Linked DNA regions of Mus musculus: all the other regions are linked to region 4. The links are chromatin contacts, called in public HiChIP or PLAC-seq and promoter capture Hi-C maps. All regions are on one chromosome and are shown on one strand. The core of a region is the stretch at or near the end of the contact, and the rest is flanking DNA. Distances in the headings are between cores, read along the strand shown.

Region 1 (2,700 bases), core at 160-2,659, 1.6 Mb after region 4:
ACTGATGATGTAGTGTGTATCTTGCACACCAAGAAACCCAAACCAAGGCAGGCCATTTTTCTGCTCGAAAGCCCAACACCTTCAAGAAATTCTTCTCTAAGATGCCCATGCCTTTCACCTTCCCCAAACTTCTTCCTTATCCCACTCTCAACAGAACAGAACAGAACAGAACAGCATGCAGGTCTCCATGTGCCCCCCCCCACTCATGCTTCTGTTCTCCCTGTCTCTGTCTGTCTCTCTGTCTGTCTGTCTCTCTCTTTCACCTTCTTAGAAATCCCTTTCCTCCCCTCCATCTGGCAGAGATGACAAGGTCTCCCATTATACTTTTTTTCTTACTCCAACTTCTTATACACACACACACACACACACACACACACACTCACACACATGCTCACACAGCAATGCAGAAACATCCGATGAATGGAAAGAACCTTTGAGCTAGACGTTAGGCAGGGTTCTCTCCACAATCTTCTACTAAGAGCCCTCCTTAGAAAGGGAAGAGGAAATAGAACCTAAAGGTTTAGGAGAATGGCGACTTTGAACTTAGCCCATGCCAACAGGGCAAGTCTCTAATTTTATCACTACAATCTATGCAAACATTATATATTCTATGCAGACTACAGAGCACCGTCTTGTCTTAATACTCAGTTATTATTGCCCTTAGTTCTTCAAATTGATCATCCGGAGAGATGTTCCTTAGGTGCTATCTTCTCACTTTTTCTTCATTAGCTGTCCTCTCGCCCCCTGCCGCCAGGACCCTAAACAAACCTGACAGCTGTGCAGACCCAGAAGAAACAGCTGTTTTTCCCGTCCCTGGGGGTCAGGAGCACAGTGGCAGCGAGGCGGGGTCTGGAGGCCCCTCCCCTCCCCCCGCCCGCCGCGGGGGCGGAGCGGCTCGGGTCCCGCCCGCGGGGGCGGAGAGGGAGCCTGGGCGCCGGGCAGTTCGGCTCGGCTGGTTCCGGGTTGAGAGGCTGCGCTGGACCGAAGCGGTGGCCGCTGAGCTGGTGCGGGTAAGGGGCCGCGCGGGGCCGGGATCTGCGGCCAGGGTCGGGCAGCTGAGTGGGCCGGCACCCCTCCTCTGCTCTGCCGGGCAAAGCCGCGGTGCGGCTGGGTCTGGCTGCTCTGTCCCGCAGAATTCCCCATCCCCAGCTCGACCCCCTCTCAAAGCTTTTCGGGTCCCGGGATTCCGCCCCTCTTCGGGATCTCCTCCTCGCAGCATCTATCCCTTGGGAGTGTCTGGTCCTCTAGATCCTCCTCGCCTGGAGCCCCTTCCTTGGGACGCCCTCGGCCTCTCTCCTCCAGCGCCCATCGCTGGTGGCCACCTAGGACCTCGAAACCGAGCTCCGGTGCTCGCATCCCGGGTGGCACCCACTCGGCACCGAGCCCTCGCGCCTCCGGCGTCGCAGACAGCTCCCCCCGCGCTCCCCGGCGCCTGTCGCCCGTGCCCCCGTGGGCCTGGCCCCCGGGTACCGCCCCCAATCGCGCCGCGCCGGCCGCCGGCCTCCCGGGCTCCGCTTCGCGCCGCCCCTGGCGCCATGGCGTGCAGCCTCAAGGACGAGCTGCTGTGCTCCATCTGCCTGAGCATCTACCAGGACCCGGTGAGCCTGGGCTGCGAGCACTACTTCTGCCGCCGCTGCATCACCGAGCACTGGGTGCGGCAGGAGGCTCAGGGCGCCCGCGACTGCCCGGAGTGCCGGCGCACGTTCGCCGAGCCCGCGCTCGCGCCCAGCCTCAAGCTGGCCAACATCGTGGAGCGCTACAGCGCCTTCCCGCTGGACGCCATCCTCAACGCGCGCCGAGCCGCGCGACCCTGCCAGGCTCACGACAAGGTCAAGCTCTTCTGCCTCACGGACCGCGCACTGCTCTGCTTCTTCTGTGATGAGCCCGCGCTGCACGAGCAACACCAGGTCACTGGCATCGACGATGCCTTCGAGGAGTTGCAGGTGCGAGGCGGACAGGCGGGGCTGTAGGTGGGGTCAGGGTTCCAATAGGGGCAAGGGCCACAGGCCGGCTTAATGCCAAAGGGGCGTGGCTCCTGTGAGGGGCGGGGCAGGGGCGGGTCCCTTGAGCATCACTGTGTCAAATGGGCTTGAGAGAGATCTGGATGGGAGACAGGTCGAGGTGGGATAGGATGATGGAGAGAGGAAGCTACAGCTGGACCAGATGCTGGCTGAGGCTGAGACAGAATGGGAGACAGCAGCTCCTTCTGGACTTTTGGGCAAAGGAAGGACCACTATCAAAGCTAACCTGGGAGTCGAAGTGGGGTGTGTGGGAGGGGTGAGCTACTCTAAATGCAGCTACAGAATTCTGGAATGTTTGGGGCATTGTGGGATGCGGCTTGCTGCTCCAGGTGTTCATTGAGATCTAGAGTGAGGCCTGGGCCTCGGTTGGATGATGAAAGTGAGAGTTAAGCTTAAGACGTGCAAATTGTTCAGAGGGCAGGTTTGGGTGCCAAGATTAGATCAAGGTATGTGAGGTGAGAGTCTAAGGTCGGCCTCAAGTTCAGATATGACAAGAACCTTTTTTTTAAAATTTAAACCAGAGTAGGGGCCAATTGAGAGTGGAACCAGGAATTAAAGATTCAAGATTTGGAGAATTAGACAAGATTTGGAGGAGGGGAAGACAAGCTTCTAGGAATTCCCAAGGCCTGGTGATGACCCCTCTTGTCTTCTACATCCGAATCTTTGAGTACTCAATTGG
Region 2 (2,700 bases), core at 180-2,679, 1.4 Mb after region 4:
CCTGCCACCCTTGATCTCTAGCCTCGCCCTTGGTCCCAGATGCTGTATAAAATCTTAGTGTCTGCAGACCACTGTGATGGAGACAAGCTGCGAGACCCAGAGCTGGGCTTTCGCTGTCAAGCAGAACAGACAAGGCTTTGCCTTGCCTCTGCAACCAGGACTAGCCAGCATTCCTGGTGCTAGAAGCCAGGACAGCCTGTTGGAAGTCACTTTGTGGTCCTACAGGAGCTAATTCCACTCCCACTGCAACCTCTTCATCTGAGCTCAGCCCATTGTGGCACTCAGCCTGAGAGCTAGGGAGCAGGTCAGGGCTCTGGGTGGAACGCGCCCACTGCTCCCTTGTCCTTAGCTGCATGGGGGAGGGTGGCTGCTGCCTGATTTGATTGCTTCCCTCCTAGCTCTGGGTGACAGCTTGGAAGACATCCAGCTGTTTACAATTGAGCTTCTGCACACTCTAGCCTGTGATTTGGGGTGAGTCTGCCTCTGTCCTGAGAGACGGCATGAGAGTCAGCTGTACAGTAGTGGCTGCCAGGAGGGAGGGGTTGGTCCTCCAGCCAAGTTGTAGATAGAGACATTCAGCTCTTACCCAAAATACTGAGACGCTCGTCTGCCCTCCTGGCCTGCTAACCTAGCCTCCATGAGGTCAGCCTGAAGTGACACTCAGGCTGGCTTGAGGTCCCCTGGCTCCCCTACTTTCCCATTCTGCTGGCCAGCTCCCTCCCCCGAGGTCTGGATCCAGAGTCTTGCTTCTGTGCCTGTGAATCTCCTTGCTGTGCTGGCACAGTGGCCAACAGGACCCTCTGTCACCGCGTTTGTTCCTTCTCCAGAGAGGTTCTTCAGAACTGCAACAGCCATGGCTTGTGGCCTCCAGGTGACAGGCCTTCTGTCTAACAGCTCTGTCCTTAGAAGAACTGAAAAGTTTACAGGCATTGGCTCCCTAGGACTCAGAGGGCCCAGTGTGGGAGGAGCCTGAAATTTTCTCACCACTAAGAGCTCCTTTGGTATATGCCCTAGAAGATACCATCTTCCAAATGACATTCACTTTTGCTTGAATTCTAAAAAGCACACCTGTAACTTGTGCCATCTGCATGGGAGATGCATGTGTGGTCATTGTCTAAATTTAGTGTAAAACTTGGTGGGAGAAATGACTCATCCTAAATTGTAGGTGTGGGAGATGTGGCATTAACTAATGGTGTGTTAGGCCTGTTGAAAGATCATGTGCTACTTCCCTTCTGACTGGGATGCGGAGCGCAGCCTGGATCCTGCCTGCCCTGCTCCTTTTCCTATTAGTCCACGGCTCCCTCCCATCCCGGAGTCGCTCTCCTAGATTGCTCACCTAGATCGTTGCCAGTTCCCTACCCTGAGGTCCCAGACCACAGGTGACGCCTCAGCCTCCTTGTCATTTCCTGCCACCTGCCTCAAGTGCCCTCACACTGGTCCCAGCTAGTCACGCACAGCCCTCCCCTCCCTACCTGCTTCACCCTCGTAGCCCACTGCAGGGAAATGAAACCGCCTCTGCTCAGGTCTTTCATGACCTTCAGTGTTCTTCATGTTGCTGATGCGAAACAGGCAACAAGAGCAGCCTAAGGGAAGAGGGCGTGTTTCAGTCACGTGACAGAGCAGGCATGGCGCCGGGGGCTGGGAGCCACTGGTCACACTGGAATGGTGCCAACCCGATTTCAAGGTGGGGCTTCCCACCTCCATTAAACCTCTCTGGAAACATGCTCACAAACAAGCCCAAAGTTTAACTCATACTTGACTCTAAATCCCCTCAGTCCTGAGGCCTAGTTGCCTTATCTGAAGAAATAAGGCCCTTTCAGCTGGACTTGGTCTGCCTACCTGAGCAAAGCAGCTAATTCCCAGCAAGATCTGAATGGTTGTAGCCACACTTGCTTTTTTAAAAGAGCGTTAGCCCTGTAAATCTCTTTGTGGAGTGCCTAGATTGAACTCCAGCCCACCACTCCGACTCTGCCATGCCTGGCTTCTCTCTCTTGGGAAGGGACACCTCCCTCACTGTCACAGTGCCAGAAATTTCTCTAGGGATTTGGAATATAAGTAAAGAGATTATGAAGGTTGGCCCCAGACTTTTTCACTGGCCTAACCACTCTACTTTCCTCTCTGGGACCAGCTGTGGCCTCCTGTCTCCTGGATACAGGCTCAGCTTGCATCGTTTTGCAGGTGCTTCACATATTCTCAACAGGCTGGGCAAAGGAAAGCAGGGAGCTTGGTGGCAGCGCTGACCCTGGAGCAAGTCTGCCAGAGTGGCTTGCTTGTTGAGCCAGGTTACCAGTTACTATCTCCTTAAATTCTTTGTTAATTTCATTAGCTTGTTCTCATGCTGTAGCCAGCCAAGACATCTGTTGTCAACCTTAGACTTCTACCCTTACATACACACGTGGGGAAAACCCCTCAGCATTCTGGTATAACATAGTTTATGTGTCTGTATGTGTCGTCTGTAGATAGGGAGAACCTGGTTCTGAACCCGTCAGACTCTTGAAGGCTTGGACCAGCCTGAACTCTCTCCAGCTGGCTGGTGAGTCCTTGTAGGTGCCTTCCTGCCTCTGCATCTAGAGGTCACCCTGCCTTGACAAGGGTCTGGATCTGAGTTGGTGCTCTCACTCTCCTGTGCTGAGGAAATCCTCTACAGTGAGATGGCGAGTGGACTAAAGAATAGTAGCTGTCATAAGCAGGTCTGCAGAA
Region 3 (2,700 bases), core at 174-2,673, 1.8 Mb after region 4:
TGTGTGTGTGTGTGTGTGTGTGTGTTTGCCTTATGGGGGTGTGTGTGTGTGCACCAAGCTCTAGGTTCTCTATCTCTGTGATTCAGTTTCTTCTTCATCTAAAGTCTAGGGATAGGATGGAAGATCTTAGAGGCTTCTGTGAGATGCCTCTCTGGTCTAACCTCACTCCTTAACCTTGGCTCTCTGACTGCGACTCCAGCCCAAGAAAGTAAGAGGCTGAGGCTGGGGAGCCTTCTGCTGTCCTATAGGGATTCTCCTTAGGGCAGGACAGTAAATGTGGGGTGGAGGCTCCTCTCTGCCTCTAAGGCCATCAAAGGAGTAGCCAGAAGGGTGTGTGAGGACAGGCTGGCACCTGGCTGTTCCCAAGGTGATGGAAAAAAAGGGTTATCAACGTGTGCTAATTAGCTGGAGCTATCTGCCACATCTTCCAGCCCCTACCACTTTAGAGCCATTAGCTAAATCACTGCTCAGTCAGGTCAGAATGGATATAGTGGTCCCGAGAGCGTCCAGAAACCACAGCCCTCTGATCTTGGAGAAACACGGTTCCAGATTGTTCTTTTAATAATCTAGAATGTGCCAGTTTTAGAGAGAGAGAGAGATTCTAGATGCTGGAGTGTTGAAGTCACTCTGGGTGAGGAGTGTGTGAAGTTGAGCCCACCTTGGATTCAAATCCTGCCCGTGGTGGGTCCTTGGACAAAACAAGTTACCAAACTGCAGTATCCACCTACATGAGACGCCCCGCAGCAGAGTGGACCTGAAGGGGCTGCAGAGAGAACCAAGTCCCAAACCCAGCCAAGGCCTACAGAGTGTCTGCGCCTGACAGATATTCGCAGTGCTCTCGAGGGGATTAAAAATAGGCACAAGAAAAAGAAAGGACTGGTCTGAGGTCTCAGCTAGACCTCCAGGGAGTCAGAGGAGAGCCTCTTCGGCCCCAGTACACACATTCCCCAGAGTACCGAGTCTGTACCCCCCTTACACTCTACAGCTCGTGTGTGTGTGTGTGTGTGTGTGTGTGTGCCTGGGGTGTGGGCTGGAGTGAGAGATGGGGTACAGATGGGCATCTCCCAAGCACTTGCCCTCCCTCTTCCCTAAGGAAGAGCGGGACCGGGGCCAGGTCAGGGTTAAGGCTGGGACTGACCGCGGCACGGTGCTACGGGTCCTGCATCGGTCAGAGAGCGTGAGCCGCGGGGTCCCCAAAGCCCCTGGCTTCCCGGGAGCCCACAGAGTGAAGAGCGGGGACAGGAGTGGGGGCGCCCTCGGTCCTCACCCCGCCCCCGCCCTCTCCCCGCAGCGGGGGCGCCCCGCCCCCCAGGCGCCCGACGTGGACGCGGCCGCTGCCGCCGCCGCCGCCACCACCGCCGCCGCCACCACCGCCGCCGCCGCGCGGGAGTCGCTGTCCGCGGAGCCGATATGCAGGCGGCGCGGGGCGGCGCGGGGCGGCCGGGCCGGGAGGGCCGCGGGCTGGAGCGTGAGTGCGAGCGGTCACCGGGCCCAGGAGTCGCCATGCCCCCAGGGCCGTGCGCCTGGCCGCCCCGCGCCGCGCTCCGCCTGTGGCTAGGCTGCGTCTGCTTCGCGCTGGTGCAGGCGGGTAAGGGGGCCTGGGGAGGGGGACGAGGGAGGGAACAGCTTCCCCTCCCACGCCGCCACCGGGAAGTCCTCGGTTCCCTTCCTGCTCCCTGAGGACCTCCTGTGTCACCTGGTCCCTACTCTCCTAACCTGACCCTAGCGCCTCCGAACCTTCTTGACCCCTAAACCCGTCCTTCAGCTTCCAAACCTCTGCCAGTCACCTCAGCCCTGAGTTTTTAAAGCTCTTGCGGCTCCTGGTCCCTTCAGGTCATCCCCTAACCCTGAGTCTTTGCCTCAGCCACCTTTTCTGGCCCTGAGAGCAGCTGAGGACACTAGTGCCCCACCTTGGGCCTCCCTCTGTATCCCCAAAGATCTCTCAGGGACCCATAGGCAGCTAGCTGCGCAGGAACGACTATGAAGAGAACTGTAACCTGAGGTTGAAGGGTGTTTGCGGGGACCGTGGGCGGGGGCGGGGGGCGCAAACCCTGCTGCAGTTAGTGTCTGGCCCACCCCATGGGGCTCTGCCTCCCTAGATCACCCCAATCCTGTCCCTCCTGGCAGCTGTTGCTGCCTCCCTCTCTTTCTCGCCCTGCTTCTGTCTCCTTGCCTGTCTCCAATGTTCCACTTGTCTGCTCTCTGGTTCTGTGACCTCAGCCACCTGTCTGTGTCCTTCTGTCCCTTTCCATCTGAATGTCTGGCATAATCCTGAAGCCTTGAGTCCACTTGTCTGAGGGGTATGGGGCTACTGCTCAGGGCCAGGGCTTCTAATCACAGCCCCTGCCCTCTTGCATGATATAACCCCGTGTGACTCTACTCCCCTCTCCTGGAAGGTCCTTTCTGCCCTGCTCCTCTACTGCTCTCCCACTTATCTCTGACGTTTTCCCCATTCACCATCTTCCTTCACCCAGAAGGCCTTGCGCTATCTTGGTGTCTCTCCACCAAGGGACCCTGTTCTGAATGTCCCCTCTTCTCTAACTTCCTCTATTCCTCGCACGTGAGGACCCACAGAGTATGGAGAGGCTCACATAGACCCTTCCCCTTAGGCGCCCTCTGCCCAGCTTACCATGTGAGGTTGCCCCTCAGCTCCATGCCAGGGCTCAGCCCCTCCTGGCTCTTCATCTCAGGGTCTGTCTC
Region 4 (2,700 bases), core at 160-2,659:
TGAGAGTGGAGTTCTCAGAGAGGCTGTGGGAGGGCTGGGCAGAACGGCAGAGGACCAACCGAGCCAGGAATTAGATGGCAGTATTGCTGCCCTCCACAGGGTCTGTCTTTTGAGAATCTCAGTTCTCGACTAGATGGGGGTATCTGGGAAGCCCTAGAGCGTGAAGACCCTTATGGGTTTGGTCCTGGCACTTACTTTTAAACCTTCCAGGGAGGGCCAAAGATTAGCACCTGGATTCTGACCCCCCAGGAAATGCCAGGACTGCGTTTACTAGCTGGGAGAAATCCAAGAGAATTCTGTAATGTCGCTAACCCTGTTCCTTATCTCTTATCTTGGATTACTGCAAGAATCTTCGACTGTTCCCTCCCCAGCCGGCTCTTCCTGGGAGTGCTCAAGGAGAGTGAAGGGGAGGAGGAGTTCCTTCCACCCGGTACCCCCTAAGGATGCCACGTCTGGGGCTCCCCATTTTGGTGCAGGCTACCTAGTCCCTTCTAAGACACACCCCGAGACAGACTCACCTGAAAAGAATTTCTCGCCTAGCCCGTGCTGAGGACTGGCAGAGCCGGTTCTGGATCCCCTGTTGCCCCCCAACTCCCGTTTCCAGCTACTAGAACGATTATTACTATTTTTTTAATCCAGTTTTTATCCAGCTGCGGGACCCAACCGCTCCATCTCTTTCTACCCCGCAGCACTGTGGCTGGCCCCAAAGGTATAGCTCCCCTCTTGGGCCCCGGGCCCCGTTTCCTTCCTTTCTAGACAGTTTGGGAGCTTTGTGAACCTGTGACTCGCGCGCGCGCGCGCGCGCGTGCGGGTGTGTATGTCCCCTTCTGTGAACCTTCCAGTGTCCGGAACCGCCACCTGCTCCAGAATGCTGGTGTATGTATGAGTGTGTGGGGTGGAAGTGGGAGTGGGGGCGGGGAGCAGAGCTTTGGGTTAGGGTGCTCCTTCCCTGCGCTTCTGCAGCATTAAATCTCCATGCTGGGCGCGTGGGCAGGCCCCAGTCCAGCCCCCCAGGGGATCCCCATAGAGAGGGGTTCTCAGCTGCCTTGGATTGTCGCCCCTTCCCGGTACTTACAGTCAGCGGCGCCGCCACCGTGGGAGCCTGGCTCCACGTGCCCAAGACCCACAGCAGAGGAGGAACGAGGCGGGAGCCAAGCCGAGCTCTGTGGCCTCGGTGAGGCTCCTGGCCAGCACAGCCAGAGGCAGCGTGGAGGAGGGGCGGCCGGGGAGGAGCCCGGAGTCGCCTCAGGGATGCAAGTTCTAATCCAGGAGCAGCTGCGCTGACTAGGGAACAGCAGGCTCCTTTGCGGAGGCTCCGCGTGCTCGCCTGTGGAATGGGGGCATTGGTGGCCACTGGCAGGGCTGTTGCAAGGACTGCAATGACATTAGGGTGTGAAACACCTTGCAAACTGTTAAGTGCCGTGGCAGTAGGGATGGCAATAAATGACACGCCTACGCTGGTTACCACGGATACCCCGTCTGCGCCCTGCCCATTTGGATCCCAGCCTGCTGCAAAGTTTCAAAGTTTTCGTACGCTCTTGGGGGCCCCCCTCCCGCCCTGTTTGCATCCCTGATGGCATTTTCCAGGGAGGCAGTGTATCTTTGAGACAGTCTTTCGGGGCTCACACTGTGCTGGCCACCGGAAGGGACACAACCAGGAAAAGAAATCTCAGGGGCAAGGATGGTGTTTGGAGAGATTTTAGATGACCCAGTCTGCCCAAAGGAGTGTGAAGCAGGGTGGGAGGCCCAGCTTGTGAAGGGTGGGAGACCTGCGCTTGAGGGGCTCTGGAGACTAAGATGTTCAGTCTTATTCGTGGGCCAGGACTGAGATCCTAAAAGCCCTATCGCCCCAGGAACGGAAATCCAGGGTTTCCCTGGGATCCCCAGATCTTACTCACAACCTTGCCCGAGGCTTCACTGTCTAGACAGAGATGACTGATGCCCGACCCTGGTAACCATTCATTCCACTTGCTGGGACGATATCCATTGATGCGGGCTTCTGATCTACAAAAGGCAGCCTACATTAGGAGGCTCTGTTACTGTCTCCTACTACCCAGAAGGATTCCCGTTCGCCTGAGCGGAGCGCCTGAGACAAGGTTGCTTCTCTTAGGAGCTGCATATCATTCATACAGCACGCAAAGGAAAGATCTCTGATCTACATTGAAAAGAGAAAAGGAGAGGCCCCGAGATAAACCCAGGGACACATAGAAGTAACAGAGCCAACTCCAGGGACCTCAGTGACGTTGGCATTGGCTACGGCAAAGCCCTGTGGCAGAGGCTACCTTGTGCTTGCTATGGGCAGAGCAATTATCAGCACTATGGCTGGGCAGTGCCAGTTTTGTTGTTGTTGTTTTTTTTTTTTTTTTTTTTTTTTCTGGATGACTCTGCTAATGTGCCTGGGTGATGGGATTGGGGGACCCTGACCCTGCCACCTGCTGCTCATTCTCAATTATTTCCCTAGACTTCAGAGCAAAATGCCTGGTCCCATTTCCTCACCTCCCACTCATGCTTCAACCCACCAGAAGATTTCTGTCCCTGCTGTGCTACAAGAAAAGCCTTGTCAAGGTAACTCTGATCTCCACGATGCTAAATCCCACACAGTAATAAATCCGTGACCTCCTGAAACAGCTGTCACAGAGTCCCGCCTTTCTTCTTGAAGCACCTTCCACCCCCAGCTTCCTTGACACCCATCTCATTTCC
Region 5 (2,700 bases), core at 120-2,619, 1.6 Mb after region 4:
GCTGGGTATGCCTGAGTGTAGAAGGGGAGAGCGCAAAAGGCAGGTACTCCGAAGTTCCCACCTGGAGTGCTGGGGAGACCGTGAAGGTGGAGATACTGTTCTTTTCTCAAGTCAGGAAACACAGGGAGGGCAGATGTGGGGGCAAGGACCAAGAATTGGAGATAAAGGGGACAATCTAGTAAATATCAAGTAAACAAATACCAATACCGAGAGAATGGGAGGTCTCCTACAGAGAAGAGGACAGGCAACCAACCCACACCCATTTCCATCCCCTCACCGAGGTGGCCTGGGAGGCCCCCAGAGTGAGCTCCTCCAGCAGATCCCGGGTGCTGAAGCCCTCCTCCACCATCACAAAGTCCGATTCACTCAGATAGCCAGCCATGCTGAGCAGGAGGAGCCCAGGGGCTGGAGGAAACCGCTGCCTTGGAGCACCGCTGGCTGCCTTGGCCACCGCCTTAGAAAGTATGCAACACACTGTGGGGAGAGGGAGATGGAGGAAACCGCTGGGGAACAGGCTGCATCCCTCACCTCCCCAGGCCTACGGTCCCTGCCCAGTCATGTTCTGTGCCCTTGCCCAAGCCTGAGAAGCCGAGGTTCGCTGGGAATGGTGAAGTTATGTCTGCTAGAGCCTCAATTACCCCCATCTGTTAAATGGGATTGGTTTGGAGTTCTTTTCCAGTTCTGAAATTTGAAATTGGAAGAAAAAAAATGTGGGGACAGATCTGAGAAACCTAGTTGGGGAAGTCTCCTTCCAATTGAAGGATTTCTCCAGTCCAGACTACACCTACCTAAAGGGCCAAAAAAAAAAAAAACAAAACCCGTGAGCTTGAGTTCGAGTCGGCTCTCTGCTTCATGACCTTGGGTCAGTTTCCCCATTTATAAAAGGTTGGTCCTGACACACTAAGAATGCTCTATGAGCCACGGGTGGGTTCTGTCCGCGGGACGGCTCTCTCAAGTGCAGGGCGGGGGTCCCGCACCCCAACCCCAGGCCTCCTTACCAAGCCCCGTCCTCCTTCGCGGGGGCCAGAGCCAGGCGCGCTGCTAGGGGGGGTCGCCGGTGACCTCGAAACTTGTGCAACACCCCGAGGAGGAGTGGCAATTGCGGAGCCGAGGCCCCTGCTGAGAGGAGGCAAGGGGGGCCGGGGGAAGGGTCAGCGCCCAAAGCCGAGGACGCCCGCTCCCCGAGGCTCCCCCCCAGCCATCTCCTGCACTCGCCTTAAAACGCATTTACACGGCTTCGGCCCATAGGTCTCCCCAGCGAGTGAATCGGATCCTCGGCGCCTCCGCTCGCTCGCTCCCCCCGGCTCCGGCCCCGCGGCCTGCGCCCCGCGCGCCCAGCAGCCACCGACCCCACGCCCCGCCTTGCGCCCGCCGCTCGCTTATATAAGCCCCGCCCTAGCCCCGCCCCGGTGCCCTGGCCCCGCCCCTGCCTGCTCCGTAGCCAGGGCAACCGGGTGCCGCCAGCCCATTGGTCGATTCGGACATAAAGCATTCAGCCCTGCGAGGCTGCTCCGCAAAGCTGCGCAGCTAAGCAAGCTGGCTGACTGATGTCCGCGGAGGTCCACGCGGGGAAATCCTTCGAATCCTAGGCGTCTACGTGGTCTGAGCCGCAGATCCTGCGTCCTGCGTCTCAAAAAGTGACTCCGGAAAACTTTTCTGTCCCTGGCTGAAGTCGATGGCCCCCTGCTCCTCCCCTGGTGAAGTTCTGGCTCCGCCCTTGGAGCCCAAACCTCTCCTGTCTTATTTTGTAATATGACCTTTTACTTAATCGCCTCTTCTAGGCATTTTAAACTCCCAACTCAAATGCCAGCTAAAATGTATTCAAATAGAATTTTTGTGGCTTCACGAGCTCGGGGTGATGCCTTCATTCTCAGAATCCACAAGACTCTGGTGAAATGTGGCTTCGACTCAAAGCATGTCTCCTCTTCTATACACAAATCCCTGTTCATCCATCAGAGTCCAGTGTAATATCTTCCTCTATCGGACCATCCCTGGCCCCGAAACGCAATGGGACTCACAGTCCTTGTCTCTGTCTGACCCCTCCCCTCCTTCCCTTGAGCCTTAATATCAGTTGCTGAGATACCCGCACCTGCTTTCCTTTTTTTTTTTTTTGCCTGATAAAACATCTCAGCTTTGTGCACTCCAAGGGCAGGGACTGAGAGCCGGGCTCCTTGGAGTGCTTAGCATGCGCAGGGTGTTGCTCAGAAGCTAATTCAAGAGTTCTCCGGGTAGAAGTCCGAATGCTGCTTGTCTCTGCGCATGTGGCTGCTGACTGGGAAGAGACAGAATGGAACCTTTCCGGTGCTTGGTAATGGTTACAGGTGTGTGTGTGTGTGTGTGTGTGTGTGTGTGTGTGTGTGCGCGCGCGCGCTCCTTGAGTTATACACATATGATTAATGCCCTGTTGTACCTGTTATGTATACTACGTTAAGAGTTTGCAAGTTTTAGCCGGATGTGGTGGCGCACGCCTTTAATCCCAGCACTTGGGAGGCAGAGGCAGGCGGATTTCTGAGTTCGAGGTCAGCCTTGTCTACAAAGTGAGTTCCAGGACAGCCAGGGCTATACAGAGAAACCCTGTCTCGGAAAAAAAAAAAAAAAAAAAAAAAGAGTTTACAAGTTTTAAGCCAGGCATGGTGGCCCATAGCTTTAATCCCAGCAAATCTCTTAGTTCGAAGCCAGCCTATTCTACACAGAGATCTA
Region 6 (2,700 bases), core at 154-2,653, 1.7 Mb after region 4:
ACACACACACACACACACACACACACACACACACACACAAAGTCCTGGTGTTGTCAATTCCAGCCGTCATATTTTTCTGTCCTTCTCTTTCTTGGGTTCTTGGCAGCATTTGTCACAATTGACGGCTGACCACTTCCTCTTGCAAACAAATTGTCTTGGCATCTATGACATCACACCTGCTTGATCATCTATGACATCATACCTTCTTAGGCCACTAGACCCTGTTCTTAGTTTTCATTACCGGACATTTCTTCCAATGGGCTTCGTTTGCTGTGTTGTTGTAATCTCAAAAGTTTAAAGAGTTGCGGATCTGGTTTTAAGTATTGGCCAGGAAAAAAAAATCAAACAACTTACTATGTTCACATATCTGTTCCTACATTGCACGATCCCCACCCCCATCTCCTTAAGGCATGCTAGACAAGTGAATCACTGTAAGCCTTCACTGCCATTCCTTATTAATAACAAGACACTGTTTTTATCTTTAAAGAAAGATGCATCAAGATGATTGTTTTAACCAATGAGATTCAAGCAAAACTGGGCAGAACTTCCTAAGCAGTCTTCTTAAAATAAGACATTTTTCTTCCCACCGTTTGGAATATGGCAGAATGAGGTGAGCTTAAGACAGAAGCTTGAACTGTCGATCTTCGGACATATTTTTCATGGAAAGAAAATTCTCTATCATAAGCCTCCCTCTCTCATTTCTCTAAGCCAAAATCTAATCCTGACCTGGCTTTGCTGCTGTTGAAGGTATTTGCTTTTCTCATCACCAAGCCTAAGGGTCTTTTGTTAGAGGAACTGGGGAAGGGGGACTGAAAGAAACCATTTCTAGAAGCGAAATTGTTGGGCCTCTTTCTACCAACAGTGACTAACCAGAGTACCTGAGAGATACAGCTTAGGAGTAAGTTCACTAGTTGACAGAAAACAGCAAATGCTAGAATGAAAACTCTGGACTCATTCTTGAAGATAGGGGAGCCTGCCTGTCTTATCTAGAAGTGCGGCTCACTTTGAGGATCTTCAATGAGTGACTATATTCCTTACCACTTAATGGCTAGCATCAACAGAAATGTTGGGCGGTGGATCGGCGGGAATCACTACCAGATCAACGCTCGTCTTCTTTTTACAGACGAAATGAAGGCATCCTCATTGAAAAGAAGACCCCTGACTCCTGGACAAGGAACGGAGGGTGGAGCCTGTGCAAAATATGGCTGCGCCGGACCACCTGACCGCAGAAGGCGGGGCTTCGCCGCAGCCTGCAGGCCCCGCCCTCCAGGCCCCGCCCAGCTCCTCTCGCGGGGCCGCGCGGGTTGTGAGGTGTCTGAGGCCGGCGCCTGCGCAGTTGCCCGCGGCGCGCGGGGCGGAGGCTTTATAACCACTTCGTAGCGGCTGGTCGGCTTCTGTCTCTGGGAGGACTGCCGAGGCGGTGGCGGCGGCGGCGGCGGCCGGGGCGCCGGCTGGGAGGGGGCGCTGAGGCGGGAGCTACGGCGGCGCTGGGCGCCCCTGGCTCCTCAGCCTCTGCGGGCCATGGGCTCCGAGAAGGACTCCGAGTCGCCGCGCTCCACCTCGCTCCATGCGGCCGCCCCCGACCCTAAGTGCCGCAGCGGCGGCCGGCGCCGGCGCCTCACCTTCCACAGCGTCTTCTCCGCCTCGGCCCGCGGCCGCCGCGCCCGGACCAAGCCTCAGGCCGAACCGCCGCCCCCGGCTGCGCCGCCGCCGCCGCCGCCGCCCGCTCCGGCCCCGGTTGAGGCTCAGGCCCCGCCGGTGGAAGCTCTGCCCTCCGAGCCCGCTGCCGAGGCTGAGGCGGAGGCCGTGGCTGCCGGGCCGGAGGAGGACGAGGCGGCGGAGGGCGGCGGCGCGGAGGAGGTGGAGTGCCCGCTGTGCCTGGTGCGCCTGCCGCCCGAGCGGGCCCCGCGCCTCCTCAGCTGCCCGCATCGCTCGTGCCGGGACTGCCTCCGCCACTACCTGCGCCTGGAGATCAGCGAGAGCCGCGTGCCCATCAGCTGCCCCGAGTGCAGCGAGCGGCTCAACCCACACGACATCCGTCTGCTGCTGGCCGACCCGCCGCTCATGCACAAGTACGAAGAGTTCATGCTGCGCCGGTACCTGGCCTCGGACCCCGACTGCCGCTGGTGTCCGGCCCCTGACTGCGGGTGAGCGCGGGGGCGTGGCCGCGGGGGTCGTCCCGGGTGCAACGGGTGTCACACACCTTGAGGGAGGAGAGGATGGTGCCCAGCAGGAGGTAGAGGACGGACGATCACGAGTAACCGACCCTCAGACCAGCCTTGCAACCGGTCTGATGGCACTCAGCACCCTATACCTACTTGCTTGAGGTGGCTTGAGGTGGTGGCTGAGTGCTAAGAGAAGGGAACTGTCCATTAAGTCAGAATATCCGGGTGAGCAGGGGTTTTTTTTGTTTTGTTTTGTTTTCTTTCTCTTTGCCCAGGAAGGGAGAGGTGTGTGTATGTGCGTGTTATCGTAATGATTGAGAAGGAATATTTGTTATAGGAGAGAGAATGAAAATGTCCTACTGAAGGGGCCGCGCTTCCGAGGGGTGTGTCCATATGGCTAGGGGCGCACTTAGCAGCAGCATTGCAGAAGGCGTGTTCTTCCACACAACCGCTGCTGAAAGTTGAGATGCAGATGATGAGAGAAGGCAGCTCACTAACAGCTCTAGGGGCACCCTGGGCACTGCGTGCTGTGCTA
Region 7 (2,700 bases), core at 192-2,691, 1.7 Mb after region 4:
CTACCTCCTCAGGGCTGGGGTTGTAAACAGTTGCTGACGTTACCTGAGTGCCGGGCACCAGAACGCAGGCCCTCACACTTGAGTGCTAGACACCAGTGACTGAACTTTGCCCTGCCCCTTAGTTCACAGTGTTACTTGTAATCCTGTGACCATGTAATTATATAGTGATCAGCTCTTACTTCCGCTTCCGGTCTTAAAAAGGACACAATAAACCCCTGCTTCCTTCAAGGCCACTAAGAGAACCCAACCAGATCAAGCTGGCTCCCATGAAAATCCAGGATGAGCAAGAAGTATGAATGTTAGTTTCTCTTTTTTCATTTGAATTTATTTCTTATTTTCTGTGTGTGAACATATATGTACGCGCAGATATGTGTACCACAGCACACATGTGGAGCTCGGTGGACAACCTGTGGGAGTTGGTTCTCTTCTTTCTTTCATTGGGGGTGGGGTCTTGTTAATCAAACGCAGGTCCTCAGAGTTTGGTGGCAAGTGTCTATACTAGCTGAGCCATCTGGCTAGCTGGTTAACATCATTTACCACTAGGGTGTAGAAAATGGTTGCACTGTGCCTGTGGGGCAAGAATGGTTTCCTAATCACACTTGCACTTACAGTTGAGAAAGGCTCCTTTGGGACAGGATGAAACTTTGACACACCTAAAAGCTGGCGACATCATTGCCTTGTTCAAGACAGGCTCATCTCTCTGGATAAAAACTGTCTTTCTGCTGACTTAAAAGTCAGGAAGGTTGTCTGTGTTCATATATGCATATGTGTTTTATTTTTACAGTCCTGGGGATTGAGCCCAAAACTTCTGTCTCTGTACTATAGCCAGCCCCAGCTATCTTCATTTTCATTTTGGGACAAGGTCTCATTAAACTGCCCAGGCTGGCCTTGAATTCACCGTCGTGGCCTTGACAAGCTTTAAATGTGATCTTCCCAAATAGCCAAAGTTATGGTGCTGTTCAATGGGGGTGTTCTGGAGGGAGAGGGTGTCAGATTACAAACTTGTTGGAATTTACTTAACCAATCTTATTATTAGACATCAACATCTTTGTCAGGAACTCATTACATATTCCTTGTTTCTGCCTTTGAATTCTTGGAAGTGGAATTACTGGTCCAAAGGTTACGTTATTGCCAATTTGTTTCCTGGGAGTGATTTTACCCACTTACACTCTCACAGGCAATTTTACGGGGCTCAAACAGAGACTCTGGAGTTATTAACTGTCAAAGGCCAAACTAGAACTTCACCCGCTCCAGGCTTCCTTCTCGTTTTTCCCGCCCACTCCATACACCAGCCGAGAGCCGCACGCGCTCTGTTGCCCCAGCTCTTCCCAGGCTGGCCCGCCTCTTCCTCGTTCCCAATTCTGCCCAATCGGAAACAGAATTTTCTTAGTCTCGTCGTACGATTGGTAAATGAAAGTGCCCGTCAAGTTCGGGGGCGGGTAGAGAGGGTTGACGGATGCGGCGAGCGACCAGTGTGAGCCCGGAGTAGGATGTACGCTGGCCTGGAAGCGCTAGACCTGTGAGGTGTGCGGCTGGCTGTTGGAGTGAAGCTTTGGAAGACATGGCTCCCAACGTGTTGGCTTCCGAACCGGAGATTCCGAAGGGCATCCGGGCCGTGTTGCTGGGGCCGCCCGGGGCTGGCAAGGGGACGCAGGTGAGTGTCGGTTCCGTGTCGGGCGGTGGAGCCCGAGAAGCTACAAGGTCAGGGCGGTCGGAGAGCCGGAAGCTCCTTTCCCGCCCCGGAGCTGGGTGGTGAGCCCTGGCCTGCAGGGACCCTCGCGGGGTCTCCAGTTGTGGCGCGGTGTTTAGGGGAGGGTCCCAGTCGCAGTAAGGGGGAGGCTGGGTGGAGGTTCTTGGGGGAACCCAGGATCGTGTTAGGGCATCCAGGGACTGTTACTTGAAAATTGTGAAAGGCAGGGCGATCCCCCAGGCTGAAGCTCTGGATCACAGGCCCGAATGGGAGAAAGCTTTGTGACCAAGTCGCCCTCGGAGTTGAGAGCGTATTGCCCTGAGTCAGGGATAATTTCTAGGCATAAGGGGGTGAAACTTTTAATTTTTTTAATGGCTAATGATTAGGGGTACTAAGAAGTCTCCACGTGGGGCAGAGTGGTTACTGGTGTATGCCTATCGAGGCGTTCTGCCAAGAGTGAGGCATGAGCCGCGGGAGCCACCAGTGTTGTTGGGGGTGGGGGGATGGGAGAAAACCTTTCCAGCTGGCCAGAAAACTGGAGGTGAATGTATAGATTCGGTTCATAAGCCACGGGCATCATGGGGGGTTGTGAGTGGGGCAGGGAGTGCTCATGGAGCAGCATGAGATGGCTCTGATGGTTGTAATTGAGCAATTGAGGGCCGCTAACGTGCTAGATCAACAGGTAAGAAAACAGGTGTAGAGGTCCAGTGACTTTTCAAAGTTAGTGAAATCGGTTTCACAGAGGCCTCAAGGATTGCCTTCTGCCCCACTGCAGAGCCTCCCTTGCTTGGCATCTGGGCCATAGATCAGGGCTGGGATTTATGCTGGCACGTAGGGCTTGGAAGCTCATATGGTGGGCCGTTGGTGTCACTTTCTTGCCCAGCCTTTGGCCACAACCACCCACCCCTCAACTCTACCTCCCCATCAGACCCCAAGCTTTGATGATCACTATGCTCTAAAGAGGGAATTCTTTCAAGGTTGCGTTCCCAAGCAAATGAGTGCTGTCCTCC

Evidence for each region. Promoter capture Hi-C pulls out the DNA fragments that hold promoters and counts their contacts. HiChIP or PLAC-seq counts read pairs in DNA pulled down with a chosen protein or histone mark.
Region 1: a contact with region 4 is called in a promoter capture Hi-C map of embryonic stem cells, with 4 times the contacts expected there. The contact joins the promoter of Trim62 here to the promoter of Gjb3 in region 4. A contact is called at or near these places in 3 of 39 promoter capture datasets (embryonic stem cells, hippocampal neurons and stem cell-derived epiblast-like cells) and 6 of 115 datasets of contacts at active chromatin or transcription factors (astrocytes, embryonic midbrain, embryonic stem cells and 3 more).
Region 2: a contact with region 4 is called in an HNF4G HiChIP or PLAC-seq map of pancreatic cancer cells. The contact joins the enhancer-like site here to the promoter of Gjb3 in region 4. A contact is called at or near these places in 2 of 39 promoter capture datasets (the C10 cell line and embryonic stem cells), 9 of 115 datasets of contacts at active chromatin or transcription factors (acute myeloid leukemia, astrocytes, embryonic forebrain and 6 more) and 1 of 9 other capture datasets (embryonic stem cells).
Region 3: a contact with region 4 is called in a promoter capture Hi-C map of embryonic stem cells, with 3 times the contacts expected there. The contact joins the promoter of Fndc5 here to the promoter of Gjb3 in region 4. A contact is called at or near these places in 2 of 39 promoter capture datasets (cranial neural crest and embryonic stem cells) and 2 of 115 datasets of contacts at active chromatin or transcription factors (embryonic stem cells and forebrain).
Region 5: a promoter capture Hi-C map of embryonic stem cells shows a contact between it and region 4, with 4 times the contacts expected there. The contact joins the promoter of Azin2 here to the promoter of Gjb3 in region 4. A contact is called at or near these places in 1 of 39 promoter capture datasets (embryonic stem cells) and 1 of 115 datasets of contacts at active chromatin or transcription factors (embryonic stem cells).
Region 6: a promoter capture Hi-C map of embryonic stem cells shows a contact between it and region 4, with 5 times the contacts expected there. The contact joins the promoter of 1700086P04Rik here to the promoter of Gjb3 in region 4. A contact is called at or near these places in 3 of 39 promoter capture datasets (embryonic stem cells, frontonasal cranial neural crest and hippocampal neurons), 1 of 15 datasets of contacts at CTCF or cohesin (the NIH/3T3 cell line) and 2 of 115 datasets of contacts at active chromatin or transcription factors (embryonic stem cells and forebrain).
Region 7: an H3K27ac HiChIP or PLAC-seq map of embryonic stem cells shows a contact between it and region 4, with 5 times the contacts expected there. The contact joins the promoter of Ak2 here to the promoter of Gjb3 in region 4. A contact is called at or near these places in 2 of 39 promoter capture datasets (embryonic stem cells and hippocampal neurons) and 2 of 115 datasets of contacts at active chromatin or transcription factors (both in embryonic stem cells).

The regions. Positions count from the first base shown.
Region 1 is chr4:128,882,635-128,885,334 of GRCm38.p6, forward strand. It overlaps Trim62 (tripartite motif-containing 62), which reads left to right and starts at 1,410. Exons shown (of 5, transcript NM_178110.3): 1 at 1,410-1,943. The coding sequence starts at 1,536.
Region 2 is chr4:128,733,967-128,736,666 of GRCm38.p6, forward strand. All of the region lies in intron 9 of Phc2 (polyhomeotic 2), which reads left to right. Among named protein-coding and RNA genes, the nearest start is that of Gm33712, 7.8 kb to the left of the region's middle. Within about 2 kb of position 1,430, at least 235 of the 459 cell types and tissues checked have an H3K27ac peak or open chromatin away from gene starts, as enhancers often do. A contact at or near this core is called in astrocytes, embryonic forebrain, embryonic stem cells and 1 more, where this site is marked.
Region 3 is chr4:129,135,576-129,138,275 of GRCm38.p6, forward strand. It overlaps Fndc5 (fibronectin type III domain containing 5), which reads left to right and starts at 1,424. Exons shown (of 6, transcript NM_027402.4): 1 at 1,424-1,588. The coding sequence starts at 1,504.
Region 4 is chr4:127,329,427-127,332,126 of GRCm38.p6, forward strand. It overlaps Gjb3 (gap junction protein, beta 3), which reads right to left and starts at 1,410. Exons shown (of 2, transcript NM_001160012.1): 1 at 1,076-1,410. Gm40251 (a long non-coding RNA gene) reads left to right here. Exons shown (of 4, transcript XR_868156.3): 1 at 1-709; 2 at 2,462-2,565.
Region 5 is chr4:128,961,086-128,963,785 of GRCm38.p6, forward strand. Azin2 (antizyme inhibitor 2) reads right to left here and starts at 1,370. Exons shown (of 11, transcript NM_172875.4): 1 at 1,216-1,370; 2 at 999-1,119; 3 at 278-474. The coding sequence starts at 382.
Region 6 is chr4:129,056,750-129,059,449 of GRCm38.p6, forward strand. 1700086P04Rik (a long non-coding RNA gene) reads right to left here and starts at 1,404. Exons shown (of 2, transcript XR_868180.3): 1 at 1,039-1,404. Rnf19b (ring finger protein 19B) reads left to right here and starts at 1,395. Exons shown (of 9, transcript NM_029219.2): 1 at 1,395-2,147. The coding sequence starts at 1,522.
Region 7 is chr4:128,991,783-128,994,482 of GRCm38.p6, forward strand. It overlaps Ak2 (adenylate kinase 2), which reads left to right and starts at 1,442. Exons shown (of 7, transcript NM_016895.4): 1 at 1,442-1,654. The coding sequence starts at 1,562.